Regions from separate parts of the Zea mays genome. Here region 2 is linked to region 1. Evidence: chromatin contacts called from public Hi-C data. All regions are on one chromosome and are shown on one strand. The core of a region is the stretch at or near the end of the contact, and the rest is flanking DNA. Distances in the headings are between cores, read along the strand shown.

The links. A called contact is a pair of places that touch in the nucleus more often than the background predicts.
Region 2: a contact with region 1 is called in a Hi-C map of ear, with 2.2 times the contacts expected there. The contact joins the promoter of LOC100274457 here to the promoter of LOC100382870 in region 1. A contact is called at or near these places in 2 of 25 Hi-C or Micro-C datasets (ear and leaf).

The regions. Positions count from the first base shown.
Region 1 is chr9:143,418,527-143,424,715 of Zm-B73-REFERENCE-NAM-5.0, forward strand. It overlaps LOC100382870 (NADH dehydrogenase [ubiquinone] 1 alpha subcomplex subunit 8-B), which reads right to left and starts at 3,076. Exons shown (of 2, transcript XM_020544104.1): 1 at 2,665-3,076. The coding sequence starts at 2,861.
Region 2 is chr9:143,819,947-143,826,072 of Zm-B73-REFERENCE-NAM-5.0, forward strand. LOC100274457 (putative DUF231 domain containing family protein) reads right to left here and starts at 2,462. Exons shown (of 5, transcript NM_001148816.1): 1 at 1,938-2,462; 2 at 1,656-1,827; 3 at 1,381-1,559; 4 at 1,141-1,299; 5 at 433-965. The coding sequence starts at 2,275. The coding sequence ends at 638. LOC111590132 (a long non-coding RNA gene) reads left to right here and starts at 1,229. Exons shown (of 2, transcript XR_002749214.2): 1 at 1,229-1,520; 2 at 1,659-2,645.

The DNA.
Region 1 (6,189 bases), core at 1,826-4,325:
TGCCCCTCCCACAAAATACCCAAAAGAAAATGAAATTCCTGGTTGATTTTGGGATGAAAAGATAGGTCTGCATGTTATCAATTACTACATTCTAAAATATGTTGGTTTAGTTTTGTTCTAAATAAATCTTCTTTAACTTTGATTAGGTTTACCGAAAAATATATTCCATCTACAGTACCAAATAAATACAATAATACATTATCAAGACACATTTCAAGGTGGATTTAATGAAACTAACTTTATGTTGGATATTGGAGCATTTTTCTACAAACTTGGTAGAAATTAGAGAAGTTATACTTAAGACAAAACTAAAACAACCTACATTCTTTAACACATTGATTACCAAACAAGAAATAATAAAAACACATACTCAATGCCTCAACAAGTGTCGTATTGTTGAACATGCACTTCTTTGGTGCATGTTCTCCAGCTTTTAAGAATGACAGGTGGCCTATGCAACTCAATACTCCGGAATTGAGGATCTGGTAGATCTCAATAATATGTCAACACTGATAATGTACTTTTCTTTTTCTTACTTTATGTCCTGTGTAACCTATAAGCATTAACTCCCTGGTCTCAATGCCCAAGAAGAAGGAAAAGACAGCACTAATTCAACCACTTCAGGTTTCTAGTCGATAAATTGATAAACTATAAGGGGTTCATTTTGACAGGAGCCAAACAGAGTAAGATATCAAGCCAGGTAGAAATCACTAGTTCTTCATGTTATAAAAACATGTGAATATGTGATGATGTTGAATGAATTTGCGAAAGCCTTTTCTCATTCCATTTCCTCTCAATAAAATGTACTGTCTAAAAGAAAGTATAAAGTTGGTTAAGGCACCAACAGTTCCTCCATTGCGATTCATGGTGTTAACGCAGTGTCATCACCATCTTATCAATTTAAACTCAGTGTCATAAACTAGTATATCCCTGAAGGTGGATTCTTGTTGACTTCAGTGCAAATTTGCATTTCTGAGTCACTAGGGCAGACCCACTGCAGAGGTTCCCACAAGAGTGAGGTCTAGTGAAGGGATAAATTGAGGCTGAAGGGATAAACCGAGGCAAGCCTTCCCCCCACAAATGTGGAGAGGCTGCTTTGCACACGCGACCTGATGACTATGTGAGATAGCTCTCACCACTGCACCAGGCCTGCTCTTTATCCCTGAATCACTTGCTGTCATTATATTTAAATTCACTTGTTGTGGATTTTCCACAGTATAGTAGTGTACTCATGGTGACATATGATTTTCGGGCCACAGAAGAACAATCTAATCACAGGATGAGTATCAACGGTGGATAAAAATTTAACGAATGCAGCTCAGATCAATTAGGCAGAAATGTGACCTTAGCTGCAAACAGCAAGTGTCATCACGCTAATTTTCTTACTAAAGAGCAATGTGGAAAGCAATTGCAAGGAAGATCTACAAAGCAGAGAAGTTCTTAGCCTTCTACTGGAAGAAGTGGTTGTGTGGCACAACTAGGGTTTCCGGCAATTGGTTCTAGCTAGCCAAGCTTCCAGTTTGGGACAGTTGCACCAAATCAACCATTGTAAGATGATATGGTAGGTACCAGTTATATGCATTTTAGCTGTAACGACCAAGTACAGAGTTAAGGATTACAGTCTCTTGTTAGCTATAATTTTATCATCTTGGCAATGCTTTCTAAGGGCTTCACCTATTACATTTTCTCCTCCTGAAATCTATTTGATTATGGTCAATAAAATAATAGTCAAAATGAGATAAAGGAAAAACTAAAAGCAGTATGGTTCAAGCAAACGTGTACTGTTGAAAATGAGCATACCAGAAGCAGAATATGAACCTGAGACAACATTCAGATATAGAAAAGAATTTGAATATCAAGTAACAGAAATGTTACTAAGCTAAATACCAGGTTTTGTGTGCCTGTAGCCTTCCTATCATAGAACTTAAGGGGAACTCACTAAGGATATCGCAGTATTTATTGGCTGCAACTGCAAAGAAGGGCTGTTGTTTGGATGAAACCAACCTAAACAATCAAGGTACAAAAACCTTTGCTAAGTTTGATGGATGGCCCTGAATCCAAATGAGCTGTGAGCTGTCTAACAATGAACATAACCAGTTCAAAGTGCTCTAGCTAATCTGTCCAGCCCCTAGCGGGGGCTAAAGGCTACAGTAGCATCTGGCCATAGCTTGACATGTATAGGTTGCCGATTATTCTAATTTGCTAGTTCATTGGCTACAACCACGTATTAAAACCTGCCCTTATGGGCATGCTTGGGTCTTTTTAGTTTCCTTCTCGTCTTCTAAATATAATGACCCTCAGCTCTCATGCGCGTTGAAGAAAAAAAAACTAGTGCATCCTTGCAATGCAATAAAAAATCTCTAATACTGTATTATATATGAACATAATTCATAATTTTCTATCTTCGTCGAAGTTATCAAATCATGTCTCTGCATAGCATTTGCATATACTGCTGATGGTTACCCTGATAAGGGATGGCAAAAAATGCACACTAGTTACCAGATAAGCAATGCCAGGTAGCTGTTCAACTGTATCATCAGTAACCTCACAAACCGCTTCGCTAACGTACCGAAGCCTAAGGAACAGAATGATGGAAGCGAGTCCAATCGAGCAGCAGGGGATCGGACGGCGCAGGTAAGGGGAGAACGTGGCAGACGAACTCACAGGCTAAGGACGCAGCTTGTGACCTGGCGACCCTTCTCGAGGCACTTCTCAGGATTAGGGTCCTTCTTCTTGCAGTTGAGGAAGGCGACGTTCTCCGGGCGGCACCGGACTGCGATGTGCTTCGACGCTGCCATCAGCACCGACGACGTCGGGATCGGCTCCCCCAAAGCGTCTACGGGCGTGCTGCTCGCCGACATCGCTGCGTGCGTGGTGGCTTCGCCGGGGCTCCTGGTCTTGGAGATCTGGGGAAGGAAGTGGGAGAAGCCGAAGCGAGACGGCCACACCTGACGGGAAGGGAGGACGAGACGGACTGACCACTGACGGCAGGGATGAAGGTGGGGACAGGTGGTTCCTGCCTTCGTGGGCTTTACCTGGGCTCATTTGAAAGTTTTAGAGCAACCTACCAGGCCTCGAAAACCCTCGGTCTCGCGTAGAGGTAAATACTCGTCGGTTAGGAGCATTATATTCCGATACACCCATCACAAAAAATTATACGGATCCAATTATCCGTATACAATAGTGAGTATAAAATCTTACTCATACTCATGCCCGCACGGTTAATTTTACCTGTCGGGTAACCCGTACTCACTAAGAAGATCTCAAATTCTAATATTCTGATTACTCAAAATGTCAATAAATACAGAAAATAATTTCAACTTAAAATATAACAAACCATACGATTACATAACTTGATAGTTAAATAAATAATAGTCGAAGAAAGGTTTTATTTTAACCAAGATGGGCTTTATTAGATAATAATAGTGGTATTATACGGGTATATTTTACCCACGAGTATGTCGGTATGGGTAGTACCACCATATATGTCTATCCAACTGGTAGAGATTTTTGCCCAATAACATACCCACGGGTATAGAAATTATCCTATACCTACCTACATATCAGGTAAAATCAATCGTGTAGTCGAGTTTTGGGTACCCATTGTCATCCCTAATCTCGTGAGAGTCCCTATTTCTCAATTTCTAAGAAAAAAGTAGCTAAAACCAGTTTTTGACTGGTAAATATATACTGGCCTTATTTGGTTTGGTAAAATTACTGTGATTTCCACCACTTCCGGACCTATCCATGTGGTCTTTTTTTGGTTTCTACCCAATTTTAATATTTAATGATTATTTAAAAAATTCAAATATACAAATATGAGTTCAATCTATATCCAAAATTGACAGCAAAGAAAAATGAAGAGAATAATTGAATCAACTACTTTTAAAATAAAGTAGGGGTAAACTTGCTTTTGTCTAAGGAACTGGGTTTCAAACACACACATACACTTTTTTCATAAAACAGTTTACAGAAACTAGGGATGGAAACCAGTTTCTTATAAACCTTATAGGAGGTTGAAAATATACCATGTGTGCAAAATTGCATACAGGGAGTGGTATTGTACTTGTACATGTCAGGAAGGTTAACACTACAACATACCGACATGCAGGCATTCCAGCCAGGTGAGCAATAGAAAGCATGTGTGGGTTGTTTTTGCTGCAATAGCTCTTTCACGAGGCAATTGCTACTGGTATTACCTTATTCCACTGAGGTTGGAAGGGCAAATCCCTTGCGCTTTGTGCTCACCAGTCACCACACAGCCGCATGCCTTGCAAACGTTGGCTAGATCGGGCGTATTTCAAAGAGCCTCCGGACTCCGGTGGAGATGATTGCTAGAGAGCTCAACCGCACGCGATGGTAGCACACCTCGTTTCCTATGGGCCGGATTACAAACAAACTAGTGGGTTAATTAGCCTATAATCTACTAGGTGAGTGCCCGTGCGTTGCAACGGCAACATATAATATCGTAATGAATTATGTACAAATGTGTGTTTCATTGTTATAGTAATATGTTCGTGCTTTGAACATAATCATATTTGATACAAATAAAAAATATATGTGCTATACACATTTGGATCTTCTATACACATAGGTGAGTGCCCGTGCGTTGCAACGGAACCGTATAATAACACGATAACAATATATATTATAGGTATGTTCCCGTGCGTTGCGACGGAAGTAAAACATTTGTATGAAACATTGATACGGAACGACAAACATCACTATAATATGCAAATCCGTGTGGAAAACATTATCAATGTCACACAAATTATTTCTAAAAAGTTAATTTATAATTTTTAATTACAGACAAATGTGTCGACAACCGTACACTAATCAGCTAATCCTTTTTAGCGATATCGATAAGTCTCTGTTGTATATTTGCAGGGATGGCATATCGGCACGAATTATCCTCATAACTTAACAGATCAATCACAAAGTTCTTTCGAAGAGTCTTTGCATCCTACAGACAAAGACATAAGAGAACAAAACATATTATCTTGTAGAACGAGATAGCTGGAATGTAAGTTTTGAACATAAAACGAACGTACTACACTCACCCCAACAAATTTCAGTCGTCTGTCATCACCCCACATGGCCATAGCTTGTAGAACGAGGTAGCTGGTATTAAACCTATAGAATAATATTTGGGCAACTATGTTTTATACAATGATTATCATAGAAAAAATTTAAACTGCTGAGAAGGTGGTACGAAGAAAATACCCTCTTAAGTCAATTGGAACACCAGTCTGAATTGTATGTTCCCACTTAAAGATATCCTCCGCCCATCCAGAACGTTTCTTACTGTAAGCAATCTTATATTTTTTTGAGGCCATGATAATCGCTTCCGCGAACGTCTTGTATGGCATGTGTTTACACCAATCTCGAGTCGGTGTAAAGTCGATAAAAGTCACATGCTTTTTAACATGATCTATTACGAAAAGGGCGTGACATCCATTGAATTTCCATGACATAAGAACCTGCAAAATATCAGTCATTAGGATCCTACAACAGAAGTGTCCTTTATAAATACATTCGAAATGAACACATACTTACATATCTACAACCCGTGATATAATAATTCATTGATGGCCAACAATCGAGTGTTTTGGCTAATTCTTCTGTTGTAGGATCCTGATGGTACTTTGGAAGTTTACCATAACCAACCATTCTTCCATTCCTGCATCAATTAGCAAAGTTCAACTGCTAGAAGAACTGAAATAGAGAAGAATATTTAGCTACATAGGAGACTTCATCGCAGGCCCTCACATAAAATTCCAGATTACATAATATTCTTCCTAGTTTAATACCACAGTAAGGTAGTATACTCTTTCCATGTACATATAAAAAACAATAGGTATCATACTATTTAGTGATGTGCAAATCAAATTAACATGGGGAAATCAAAGAATTAGCAAAGCCTCAGTTAGGGAAACATGCAGACAACACATGAGTTGATCAAATCACATGTTTTGGTCACTGATTGGTATACTAATAGGAGTTGCTATCAGTAAAACAGAAACTGCATTACCAGGTGCCAAAGTTCATTTGTGCCAAAGTTCATTTGAGTTGCAGGACAAAGTTCTTTCAGCAAGTTTTAGAGGTCAACATTATTTCTTTCACTGGGTAGAAATTTTGCATCTATGATAAATACATTTCCAACATAAACTTTATAGTTGGACCCTCAGA
Region 2 (6,126 bases), core at 1,212-3,711, 400 kb after region 1:
CCACATAGCTTGCAAATTGGGGCATGCAACCAACCCCGGCGCAACAAATTGTTTGGCACGAGAATTTTCTAATGCAGCAAAGTCCATAAGAAACGATATTTAAGTTCTGTTTTTGCCCTCCAAATTGGCAGGAGCCTAAGCCTAGACAGATTGCTCTGGGCAAGGTAAGCGCTTTTAATAGTATACACGTCGTCATCCGGACTCCGGAGTCCACCTCCAACTTATATGGGAAGTATGACGTATGGAAGGTTACGAAACTTGCCCCAACTTATATGTCAGTGCGTGCATTCCTTTAATCCTTTTGTGTATAACCCTTAGATTCGTAAGTAGCCAAGGGTACGTAGCTTGTTGCATGCAAAGCAGAAGATCTACTATCTATTGCGAAAAATGGGGCGTCCAGTACAATTGTGCAAATGCCATGTACGTTCAATTGATGCCGAGATTGTACGTTCTTCACTTTTATTTAAACGTTATCGACGCATTTCTCCCGCCAACTAATTGTGTATACTCCTGTGATGCAACGACGTCACAATAGTTTTACACACAAACACAACGAAAAAAAACGAATGGCTGGCGAGCTGCTAGGTGTACAGTTGGATTTGGATGACTTTCTTCTGTGTCGATCGCGGTGTCACTGCTATTTGTAGAAGAGGAGTGTGTAGAAGAGCTGGTTCCAGGTGTCCGGGAGGCCGGGAAGGCACCAGTGGCTGCAGTCAACGGAGCCGGCGCCGGGGTTGGCGCGCTGCGCCGGCGAGAAGTCGCCGCTGTATGCCGACGGGTGCGCGTCCTTCCGCATCGCCGACAGCGCCGTGATGTCGAGGAGACGGACGGGGCTCTTCATGCCCCGCAGCACGGCCTGGATCACCTGGTCCTGGCCCGAGGCCTGGCCGGTCGAGTTGAGCCCGGTCGCCGGTGCCGTCTCGCCGTAGCAGTTCTTCGACACCGGGTTGGGCCATTCCTTCGAGCTGGTACAGCGCACAGTCGCACACACAGCACAAAATGGCCGAAATAAAAGGCGATGAACGAACTGATCGAATAAAAAAAAAAGACACGACAGGACACGTGCCTGAACATGCGTATGCGCGTCCGGACAAGGACGCCGCTGGGCTCGTGGAGTCACGGGTGAGATGAGAATAGTACCTGTAGTGCGTGGGCGACATGGACTGGAAGAAGACACGGGTCTTGGCTTGATCGAGGTTGAGGTCCACCCAGCTGGCCCAGGTGGTGAGGCCGCGCTGGAACGCCACCGTGCGGTCCATGTCCTCGTAGTATCGCCCAGACTCGCCCATGTAGTCCCACCTGCATCCACCGACCACCAAGCACACTCTCACTACAGACCGGAGGGGATTGCCATGTGCAGTTCTACTCTACCGTCCGTACCCCTGCATCGAGCCGGTGTGCGTCCACCAGTGGCCGGAGTTGAAGGAGAGCACGTCGGCGTCGCGCCACGACTCGGCGTTCTCGGAGATGTCGTCCAGCATCAGCACCCGCTTCCCCTGGACCACGTCGATGTCCACCAGGTACGGCGCGCGGTAGAAGGATACCGTCACCTGGTACTCCTGCTCGATCGAGCAACGTGTTTAGATTAGATTAGATTAGGCCCCATCTCTTCGGCCAAGCAGCCTAGCTGGTACATGTGTTTACACATGACATACCAGGAACTTGTAGGTGTACAAAGGGTCCGCGGAGACGAGCTGCGCCGGCGACTGCGGCGCGGCGGCGTGCAGCAGGCAGACGAGCGACTCCCACTGGTTGCGCCCCAGCGAGTCGCCCACGAACATCACCGTCTTCCCCTTCATCCGCGTCAGGAAGTCCGCGCCATCGAACCTGCAGGTGCACGCAGACACAGTACAAGCTAAGTAATCAGGGCGGCGCTCACTGCCACTGGTTGCCGTGGGTTCATGAGGCATGGCTGGCGCTCACGGCCACGTACGTACCTCGGTAGCTCGCAGCCGGCCGGCTTCCAGAGGTACCGGAGGTAGTCGGAGTCCGGGCGGCCGTAGAGCTGGCAGTTGAACTCCGCGTCGATGAGCGGGCAGTTGTACCCGGTGTACGCCGCCGAGGCCGAGCTACCGCCGTCGAGGACCCAGCTGCCGCTGAAGACGTCGCAGCCGCCGGCGGCCAGCCCGGGCGTGGCATCGTGCCTGTGGCGCCGCGCCAGGCCGACGGAGAGCGCAGAGGCTGCCGGGAGAGAGAAGGCGTGGAGCAGGATGAGGACGGAGGAGGACAACGCGACGACGCCGAGGACGGCACTCTTCCTGCGGGACGGCAGCATCGTGGCAAACAAAAGAGAAGAGAACGGAAGCAAAGCCGTCTTTCTGATGGCCCCTTTATGCTGCTGCTCGGTTCATCGTGTAACCACGAGTCCAGAATCCAGATAGCCGCGAGTAATCTATCTAGCTGCGCTAATTCTCAGGAGTTCGATTGAAGAGGAGGTGTGCATGTGAGGGTAAGAATTGCCGCTAGACCCCGACTGGAGTTCACGTGAGCGTGTTCGAGATCTCGTAAGTAGTTTGCACCCGTATGGAATCCGTGGATTCGTTGCCTTGCCCGGTTTGCCCTTCGGCGTACGTCGGTGTAGGAACATCCAAAGATTCGCAGCCATGGAATTCGTGCTTTCTTGGAAATGGAACATACTTTGCATATCTCGTTTTCAAAGGGCCAACTAGATAGATGGCCATATGTTATTACGGTTTCCATTTATATCTGAGTATATAGAGTATATACCACGAAAACACATGTGTTTTGTTGGTTTATTCTTATCCCATGTTCAGTTATTCCTATCTCATTTGGATTGCATGATATTAGAAAAAATTTTATAAAAGTTTTTGACTTGTTCGGAACTGAAACTCATTCAATCTCATCCAATTCATATGAATTGAGACCAAAACAATTAAGCCCTTAGGTGGGTGTGAATGCTGATTTGAAGCCAATAACCACGGTTCGAATTCTTATTTGTGCATAGTTTTAGCTTTTTAAATGTGGAGGTGTTGAATTTATGATCCAAATTCTGAAGAAGGCTGCAGGAGATCGTCACCTCATTGTAAATCTCTTGTGATATGTAATCACCCAAAAAATAGTGATATTGTTACTGGCCGGCGACCGTGGTTTTTTTTTCTTCGCTTTGGAGGAGTTTTCCACGTTAAATCTGTGTCTTCTCTGTTTTTGATCTACTTTGCGTCGTATTGATTCATAACAGGAGGAGCACGAAAAAGTTAACATAATAGAAGAGGATGTTACTACGGTTTCCATTTATATTTAACTATATAGTATAAAACATAAAGACATATGTGTTTTATTGGCTAGATGGGTTTAGAGTAAACAATCATGGTTCAAATCACAATTGATGCATCATCTATAACATATGGTCCAACCGAATCAGCCAGCTGACCATCCAGTTTAACCAGCTCACTATACCGTAAAAGGGGACGTATCTGGTGCAAACCAACCCCTCCGTGCAACCGTGCAAACTTTCAATCTAAACCACATGATGTTGATCCAAGGGCACGTGCGGGGGAGTGGGAGGGGGGATTTGAAAAAGTGTGATTAGCAGCGGGTGGTTAAGTGTAAAATTATCCACGCCCCTGTGTTCCTTGGATCAATAGCCCAGATTAGAAGTTTGACAGTTGCACGAATGAGTTGGTTTGCACCAGATACGTTCCCACCGTAAAAACGGGTCCACAATTAGTTTATACGCCGATTCAGTTGAACGACAATTTCCTTTTACATCTCTTATTAGGTGGGTTCCACATTTTCGACCGCAATACTTGTTTGTAATCATTCTCCAATATCACGCTCTCATCTCTCTAAGACTTTCTCGGCTGCTTCCATTCGACATAAGAGAAACACCAAATATAACATCGATTGGAACATTCGGTTATTTCATTTTCCAAAAGATATCTAGAAAAAAGATGAAACATGTTATCTAGAATTATAATAGGCTTAAGTCATTTACTCTTCTGTTTAGATATTCTACACACAACCATTAAGTAATTTAACAGATTCCAAACACTAGAATCATTACAATGTTGACATAAAACTTCACAAAGGTGCAATACTAAATCGTCATACTATTGTTTTGGAAACATAATTTCAACATTAAATCATCATTTGATAGCATGCACACATCACCAATACATTTAAAAAACACATATAAGTCACTCAAACAGTTCAAAAATACACCATTAAGTTATTCCACTATTATCAAGTTAGAAATTCTATATTAAACCTTTCCAATTGTTCCAATCAAAACACTTTATTTATTTACAACCCAACATTAAGTAATTAGACAAACATTTCAATATTAAATCATTTCAACATACATCCAACATTAAGACATTGTAGTATCATGAAAATATAACATATTATCAACATTAATTTATTCCATATTGCTCTGCCCTGAGAAAACAAAAAATGAACATTAAGTAATTTAGGATTTCCTACCAACAATATTAAGGGTGTGTTTGGTTCCTTTAGTCTAGGGACTAAAGTACCATGTTTGGTTCTAAGGACTAAAAGTATTCAGAACGCATTAAATTAATCATAAGAAGACCAAATACCCCTTAGCATTCTTCCGTCATCAGTGCAACTACGAGGGGCAAAAAGTAAAATTAATATATTTTAGTCATTTTTAGTCACCTCTCAAGGGACTAGAGACTAAAATAATTTAGTTCTTTTTTTAGTTCCACCGTTTGATAATTTAAGGATTAAATGAGATTAAAATTGAGGTACTAATCTTTAGTCCTCAAACCAAACGGGGTCTAAGATATTTCAATAATATTACAAAAACATCCAAGTCATTTATTCACCTAACCTAGAAACGAATTTAAGTTATTTCTTCAATTTTTAGAAGTTAAACGATCAAATTTAAATATTTAATCATTATATTATTAAATCATTCAGAAACTGACATGAATACATGAGTTATACGATGATTTAAGATATTTTATATGTTGTCTTGAACTGAAATCGAGAGTCTGGAGCAGATGGTTCATCAATCAAGTCCCACCTCATAAAAAAATAAAAAAATCACCGGAGCGTGTGCTCGCATCGTATCCTTTAGCTCTTCTCCAAGAAAAAGTATATATAACTCTCACCTTTGAAGTGTAGTCTACTTTATCTCCTTACAATCATTTGTTTGACCTCCCTAATCCTTACAAAACCAGACAAAAAGTTTCCTTGGACAATTTTAGCGAGCCGTTTTGATGACGTGGCATTGCCACTCGATTTTATCTATTCTAGTCTTGAGAGTAAAATATTTAGTCTCAAAATATAAAAAAATCTAGGACAAAAAGATTAAGTTGTTTTCATGCAGTTTTTTATTTTTAGTAGTTAAATTGTTACTCCTAAAATTCTAGAAAAATCAAGATAGATATAATATCTGATTGACAACATGTATATAAGATTATATAAATTTTGGGTACGGCTAGACCACATAACTGAAACAGATAAAATTGGTGCCATAGTAGCACAGGCACGTCAATCACCAATGCAGCCACGTTGGCAATGCCACATCAGCAAAACCACTCACTAGAACTGTCCAAGGGATTATTTGCCCATTTTTGTAAAGTTGAGGAGTTAAACAACCGTTGTAGAGGTTATGAATAAAGTAGATTAACTTCTAAGGTCTTGTTTGGATACTCTTATATTCACTTATTCCACATATATTGAGGTGTATTGGGGTGAAATTTAGGCCTTCTTTGGTATAGAGCTCTTGTATCAACAATTCCAACTCTGGTTTTGGCTCATCTGATAAAATAACTCCCTCAATTTTAGGAAGAGACCATGGTGAAGCATCCCATTTGGTTGGGAAAATAGCTCATATTTTCACGGTAGAGAGACATAGAAGCCTTTTGAAAGTCGCCTAGAGGGGGGTGAATAGGGCGAAACTGAAATTTACAAAATTAATCACAACTACAAGCCGGGTTAGCGTTAGAAAAATAATAATGAGTCCGAGAGAGAGAGGGCGCAAAACAAATCGCAAGCAAATGAAGAGTGTGACACGTGGATTTGTTTTACCGAGGTTCGGTTCTCGAAAACCTACTCCCCGTTGAGGAGGCCACAAAGGTCGGGTCTTTTTCAACCCTTTCCCTCTCTCAAACGGTCCCTCGGACCGAGTGAGCTTCT